Linked DNA regions of Columba livia: region 2 is linked to region 1. Evidence: chromatin contacts called from public Hi-C data. All regions are on one chromosome and are shown on one strand. The core of a region is the stretch at or near the end of the contact, and the rest is flanking DNA. Distances in the headings are between cores, read along the strand shown. Region 1 holds the start of FGF16 (fibroblast growth factor 16). Region 2 holds the start of ZDHHC15 (zinc finger DHHC-type palmitoyltransferase 15).

Evidence for each region. Hi-C and Micro-C count contacts between places; a contact is called where the count stands out from the background.
Region 2: a contact with region 1 is called in a Hi-C map of crop, with 2.9 times the contacts expected there. The contact joins the promoter of ZDHHC15 here to the promoter of FGF16 in region 1. A contact is called at or near these places in 2 of 2 Hi-C or Micro-C datasets (crop and liver).

Annotation. Positions count from the first base shown.
Region 1 is chr12:18,039,012-18,042,475 of bColLiv1.pat.W.v2, reverse strand. FGF16 (fibroblast growth factor 16) reads left to right here and starts at 1,953. Exons shown (of 3, transcript XM_065078011.1): 1 at 1,953-2,458. The coding sequence starts at 1,954. LOC110354971 (a long non-coding RNA gene) reads right to left here and starts at 2,658. Exons shown (of 11, transcript XR_010475732.1): 1 at 2,350-2,658; 2 at 541-622.
Region 2 is chr12:18,225,927-18,229,468 of bColLiv1.pat.W.v2, reverse strand. It overlaps ZDHHC15 (zinc finger DHHC-type palmitoyltransferase 15), which reads right to left and starts at 1,959. Exons shown (of 12, transcript XR_010475730.1): 1 at 1,842-1,959.

The sequences.
Region 1 (3,464 bases), core at 704-3,203:
AAGGTGACTGCTATGAATCCAGAGGCCAAACTCAAATTTACTTCAGTAAAACCAGGCTATACAGAACAGTGTATTTGATTGTAGTGGGATGATTCACATTATATGAATTTTGTGCATTAAATTCACAGCATTTACAGGATTATGTCCTTAATAGCGATTCCGGGTTTGGGGTGCCCCATCATTGTGTCCACCCCCCCACACCTTGGACCTCTCTAATTTTCACCAAAGCACAGTTTATTTCCCTCAGTTATCTCATCACACCTGAGTCTTCATATAGATACTACAGAAATAATATAATAATATTTGCAGTGGGATGCTTGAACTCCTCAGATAGTTGTATCTCCATGTAACCAGACATGACAAACAAATAGCCAAAAAACACACTTCTGTAGATTTTACTACCTCTAGAGCAGACGATATTTCTATAAAAAAAACATGGCTTAGGCTTCATGTGTCAAGTTCTGCATCAAACACACCCGTTTTACAGCCACAGCTCTGACAGGAAAAACCACCTCCCATTTAAAAAACCAGATTCCTCACCTTCTGCAGACACATGTGTGGGTGTTCCATGTCGTCATATCACAATTCCCTTCCTATCTTCACAACAAAGCACTGCCCGGGCCTGCGGGGAAAGGAGGCTGCATGTCAGGGCCCTTTGAACCCTCACGCTGGGGTGGATGTGAGGAGAAGCACTTTGCTGTAGGGCAAGACCTCCTGAGGGGAGAAACCCACTGTGGGGGAGAAACGCGCTGAGGGGACAGATGCCCACCATGGGTAGGCCTGCTGGAGGAAGATACCTACTGAGGGGATACCCACCACGGGGGAGACCCACTGTGGGGAACTCTCTGAGGTGAAAGACCTGCTGAGAGAACAGAGATCCACCATGGGGCAGACTTGCTGAGGAGAGCCCTGCTGAGGAGAGCCCTGCTGAGGGGATCTCCCCTGAGGGAGAGACCCCACTGAGATGAGACCACTGTGGGGACACACCGCAGGGGTGACCTGCTGAGAGGGGCACCAAACTGCACCTCAGCTCTGGAGACTGGTACCCCCAGAGCAGCGGGCTGGTGACTCGGGGGTTTGTCTGTGGTTGCCTCTGGTTCCCAGCAGGGCATGGAAGACACTTTACCTCAGGGCCATGAAGGCCCAGTCCGCTCCCCTGCGCCGCGGGCGAGCGCGGCGGCCATGGCGCGAGCAGCAGCGCCGCCTGGCGGGCAGGACGGGGCCGGAGCGGAGGGGGCGCCCTCCCTCCCGGGCCCGTCTGTGTTTGTGTCCCCCCGGCCCGGCCCCCCCGTCTCCCCGAGCCTGACTCCGTCTGTCTGCAGCGCGGCCGGCAGCTGCCGTCACAGATACGGTGTCGGCGGGCCGGGGAGAGCGCGGAAACACCTGTTTCCAACATGGGGAAGGTGGGGAGGGAGCCCGGGCAGCGCCGCTCGCCCTCCCTCCTTCCCTCACCTCCCGCCGCCTGCAAACCGGCCGCAGCGCCCGCGGGATCGCTTTGCGAAAAGATCGCTTTCCATTTTCACACGTTCACCTGAAAAACGTCTCTCTAGCCCTCCCTTCACGTGTTATTTTCCCCGTGTCCATTTGGGGGCAAGGGCGGAGAGGGGAACCCTGACAGACCCTGCCCGACCCGCCGCCTCCGAGCCGGGTCTGCGGGGACGCGGCTGCGGGGGGACGGGAGCGGCCCGGGGCGGCCGGCGGGGCGGGAGAGCCGGGCGGGAGCGCCGCGCTGCATCCCCGGCTGCGTGCGGGGGCTCCATGATTTCATCGGCGGCTTCGCGGGGACCTGCCAAGAGCTGTTATGCCTCACTGCGATGTGTAGCTTTTTCCTGCCATTTTTTTCATAATAAAAGAGGGAGTGAAGCTGGCTTTTTTTTTTCTTGAAAGGAAAAAAAAAAAAAAAGCCAAATGGATCAGAGAAGAAGGGGGGGGGGGAAGCAATAGCCAAAGAGGATGCCAGTGAGGTGTGGCTTGCATTTAAATATCCAATATGTCAATGTAAGGGGAGTGTGTACGTATATAAAGTGCAGTTTGCATCCGACCGCGGGACACATCCAGCTATGGGAGGCGCGGGCAGCGCGGGGCCGGGCCGGGGCCGGCAGCGCGGGGCCGGGCGGCCGCAGCCCGCGCTCTGAGGGGCCGCTCCGCTCCGCGCCGCGCCCGCCCGCGGGCCGCGGCCCCATGGCCGAGGTGGGCGGTTTCCTGGGCGCTCTGGACCCGGACCTGCACGGCTTCCCCCCCGCGCTGGGCGGCGGGCTGCCCCTCGCCGACTCCCCCGGCTTCCTCAACGAGCGCCTGGGGCAGATCGAGGGGCGGCTGCAGCGGGGCTCCCCCACCGACTTCGCTCACCTCAAGGGCATCCTGCGGCGGCGGCAGCTCTACTGCCGCACCGGCTTCCACCTGGAGATCTTCCCCAACGGCACGGTGCACGGCACCCGGCAGGACCACAGCCGCTTCGGTAAGAGGGGCGGCTGGGTGGGTGCCGGGAGCAGGTGCGCCCCGTACCGAACTCATTGCCCCGCTAATATAAATCATCCCGGGACAGATATAATTAGATTCCTAAAGAAATGCGCTCACTCCGCAGCAATGCGGGAGCTTTTATTTCCAATTTCCTACTCTCCCGGTGCTCAGCCTGCAGGTGCACAAAAACGTGCCTTAGCAGGGGAAAACCCCCCTCCCCCCAAAAAAAAGGTGGGGGGGTAACCAGCTCTAGCTGTGCCTCTGAAGTGTGAGGGAGACAGAAGAAAGGAGGGAGTACGTTGGAAAAAGAAATTCCTAGCTTTTTCATGTCCTGGTTTTTTGAGTTTTTGTTTGTGTGGGTTTTTTCCCCCCCCTCCTCGTTTTTGTTTTTGTTTTGTTTTGTTTTAATTTTGCTCTCTGCAGATATTTGTGAGCAGATTTCTTTTACTTGCATGAATTTCATTAGAAGAGTGTCTCCGCAAAGCGGGCAGGGATCACTTGCTGGATAGGTGTCAGGAGCTCAGTCTGGGGAGGTTGTTGGGAAGGAAAGTGGAAGCCGAAGCGGGAAAAATGCTTAGGGGAGCTCGGAAAGAAAGGAGAAGATGAAACAATAGGCAGAGCACCGTGGATTTACCTTGCCACCTGGGATACAGCTGGAAGACTGCAGCGCCTGTATCGGTGTCACACAAGAGCAGGGATCTCTAATGAGACTGTATGTAATCTTCAAAAAATGCATCCCAAGCCACAGGCAAAGAAGTGCAGTAAGTTTGAGCACAGCTAAGAAGAATTCCCGCTACTTCAGCATCTAGTGCAGGTGTCTGTGCAAGCTATCAACAAGTCCCATACCGGTGATCTCAGCTGTGTTGTCAACAGGTTGCAAGGAGTGCTTGGAAGAGTTTTTATAGTTTTCAGGTGATTTAACTCCTCAGTGAAAAGAATTCTTTTTTTGGCTTTACTTGTTTGCAACCCATCCTTTCTGATACTTCAGGAATGCTGCTGCTGTT
Region 2 (3,542 bases), core at 710-3,209, 190 kb before region 1:
TCCTGAGAGCTGGTTTTCAAGTAACTGCATATACCAACAGCTGATGTTCAAATCCTAACATAATTAGTCGTTTCAACTTCAGTATAGATAACCTCCTCCACACATAAATAAAATGCATGAGAGAGAAAGATGGGGTGTGGGCAAAGGAGTGATTTCAAGCAGTGATTCCAGGCAGCAAGATGAGCTCCTGCAGAACAACACAGGCCCAACCAAAACCTTACTTACACCAGCAGAGTCTTCTCTAATATCTGCATTGAAACTTAGAATTAACCAGCGTTAAATATCACTGAATTTGCACAGAACTGCAAACAAAGCATATTTCAAAAGACTGACAGCATTTCTGAAAAATCCTGATTTTTTGGGCACATTCTCTAACTGACAGTTACATACACCTCGGAGATATCGTTCTATGTGAATTTTTGGAACAGCCCACAATCTAAGAGATGGAATAAAATGTCATGAAGAATTTGGGGCTTTTGCCTAGCTGCCAATTAGATTGGAGCAGCTGCTTTTCATTTGAGTCTCCACTGAGGAAAAAACAATAGGTCTTGCTGCATTAGGCACCCTAACAAAAATCTGATTTAAATGTGCGGTGCAGCACCAGCAGGCAGATCTTTCCACAGCAAGGTCTCAAACTTCTGTCCTGAGAACTCTGGCTTCATTTACCTGGCTTTCCCCGTCCTGAGGAGAAAGAGCCACACGTTCCTCCTCACCATTTCCAAAGTCCAGGCTACCAGCTCCTCCCTCCACCAGACCCAGCAATCCTTTCTTCTAGTAACAGGTCTTTGCACACACACCAAACCAGAATAAAATAAACACGAGGCAGTTTGCAACTTATTCCACAGTTAAATTGCCACATTAAGCTACACAAGCACTAAACATTTTATTTCTAAAATGCACTGTTTTTCATGCTGCTGGAACAAGTTGAGTCATGAGTGTGATTTCACGTAACCTATGTTTTACTTTATCAGAATATTAAAAAATCACAGAATTGTGGAATCCCAGAATGTCAGGGACGGGAAGGGCCCTGGAAAGCTCATCCAGTGCAATCCCCCCATGGAGCAGGAACACCCAGATGAGGTTACACAGGAAGGTGTCCAGGCGGGTTGGAATGTCTGCACAGAAGGAGACTCCACAACCTCCCTGGGCAGCCTGGGCCAGGCTCTGCCACCCTCACCCCCAACAAGTTTCTTCTCATCTTTAAGTGGAACCTCCTGTGTTCCAGTTTGCACCCGTTGCCCCTTGTCCTGTCACTGGTTGTCACCGAGAAGAGCCTGGCTCCGTCCTCCTGACACTCACCCTTTACGTATCTACAAACATGACTACAGTGCAGGGCACATACTGATTTTTGTCACTCTTTAAACCAGAAATCATGTCTAAACATCATCTTACAGCAACAACAGGGACTTTCACCGTGGGTATAAACCTCCCAGTCTCCAGCATCACCCAACAGACTCCTGACTAAATAAAAGAGCCCACAACACCCACCCGGCCCAGCCAGGGTACAGATCTTACAGCAGCACTGGGCAGCACACCATAAAACCCGCACTAATTAACCCCACAATGGCCCTGACCAGCGATTCGGTGTTTCCTGGCCACCGGATGCGCTGCTGCGATGGGAGCAGGTGGCACCACTGGCCCGCCCCCGGCACCTCCCGCTCGCACACGGAGGAGAAAGGAAACTAAACCAACTCCCCATCCCGGAGCTGTGCGCCGTGTCCCGCGGGCACCGGCCGGGACTCCGACCCGGGGCGCACAGGCCAACCGGGGCAGCGCCGGGCGGGTCCCCGCGGGGCGGGACAGGACAGGGCCCCGCTCCCCCCGCCCCGCCGGGCGCTCACCCAGGCACAGCTCGAACACGTAGGCGTAGTAGGACCAGAGCACGACGAGGGCGATGATGAGGACGGGCAGCCAGGCGAACGCCCGCTGGCAGCGCCGCAGCCCCCGCGACACAGCCATCTTCGCTCGGGCCGCACCGGCAGCGGCTGCGCGCCGGGAGGGCGGAGGCGATCGGCGATCGGCTGAGCGGCCTGGGCGGGGCGGGGCGGGGCGGGGCGGGGCTGGGCGCGGCGCCCCCTGGCGGAGCGGGAAAGGGCCCCATCTGCTGCACGTGGTTCCCGCTCGCGGTTCGTCCCTCGCGGTGTCACCAGCGGGTCCCCGTCCCCGCACGGAGGCGCGGTCCATACAGTCCCTGTTCTCTTCTTCTTCAGGCTACTGAATCACAGAATCCCAGAGTGTCAGGGGTGGGAAGGGACCTGGAAAGCTCATCCAGTGCAATCCCCCCATGGAGCAGGAACACCCAGATGAGGTTACACAGGAAGGTGTCCAGGCGGGTTGGAATGTCTGCACAGAAGGAGACTCCACAACCTCCCTGGGCAGCCTGGGCCAGTGCTGTCACCCTCACTGAGAATAAGTTTCTTCTCATATTTAAGTTGAACCTCCTGTGTTCCAGTTTGCACCCATTGCCCCTTGTCCTGTCACTGGTTGTCACCCAGAAGAGCCTGGCTCCATCCTCCTGACACTCACCCTTTATATATCTGTAAACATTAATGAGGTCACCCCTCAGTCTCCTCTTGTCCAGCTCCAGAGCCCCAGCTCCCTCAGCCTTTCCTCACACGGGAGATGCTCCACTCCCTCCAGCATCTTGGTGGCTGCGCTGGACTCTCTCCAGCAGTTCCCTGTCCTGCTGGAACTGAGGGGCCACAACTGGACACAATATTCCAGGTAAACTAGTTCAAAACCTGAACATTTTGGCACTTGTTTTAATTTTCTCCATGTGGTCCAGCTTAACCAAGTCCCTGCTGTAGCAAAAGTGCTTTGCAGGTACCATAACACACACTAGCCTGAGCATCTTCTTGGACTGATAAATCTTTACCCTGAAAGCTCTTTTTGTTGTTAATCATGCAATTTGGTACCTTGTTCTATTAAGCTTATGTTGGTTTTCTTTGTATTGCTCTCGAATTTCCTCAGCACAAACCTGGGTCACTGGTGAGCATACAGGGGAAGATCAGATTCAAGACAACCAGTGGGACAGAATGAGTGTCCCCTCCAACAGCCTGGGAATGGGGCATTTAATGTAAGAAAGGAAGAAAAAACCCCATAGAATAAACAAAGAAAATTTAAAAAAAACAAGCAATCCACAAATGACAATGACAAAATTTAAACAAACAAACAACCAAACAAACAAAAAACCTTAACCAACCAACCAAAATCAACAACAAAGAGCCCCCCCGCCTCCAGTCTGCTCCACAATCCCCTCTGAATTCCCGGAGGAATCCCCTTCACTCCCACATGCAGTAATGCCTTTTCAGTTAAGGCTGCAGTTAATTAAATCTACTATATTGGCCCCATTAGGGAAATTAGTTTTCTCATCAAGAGAACGATTTATCTAACAGAAAGTACTTCTGATACAACCCTGCTGTGATTTACCACATTTTCCAGTCACCTCTTTGTTCTTCATTTTCTTTTCCCCTCAGAATTTGTAAGACTTTCCCAGCTGTTGGTGTCAAACCTGCAGATCTGTGTTAGCGTTTCTCTCTTTT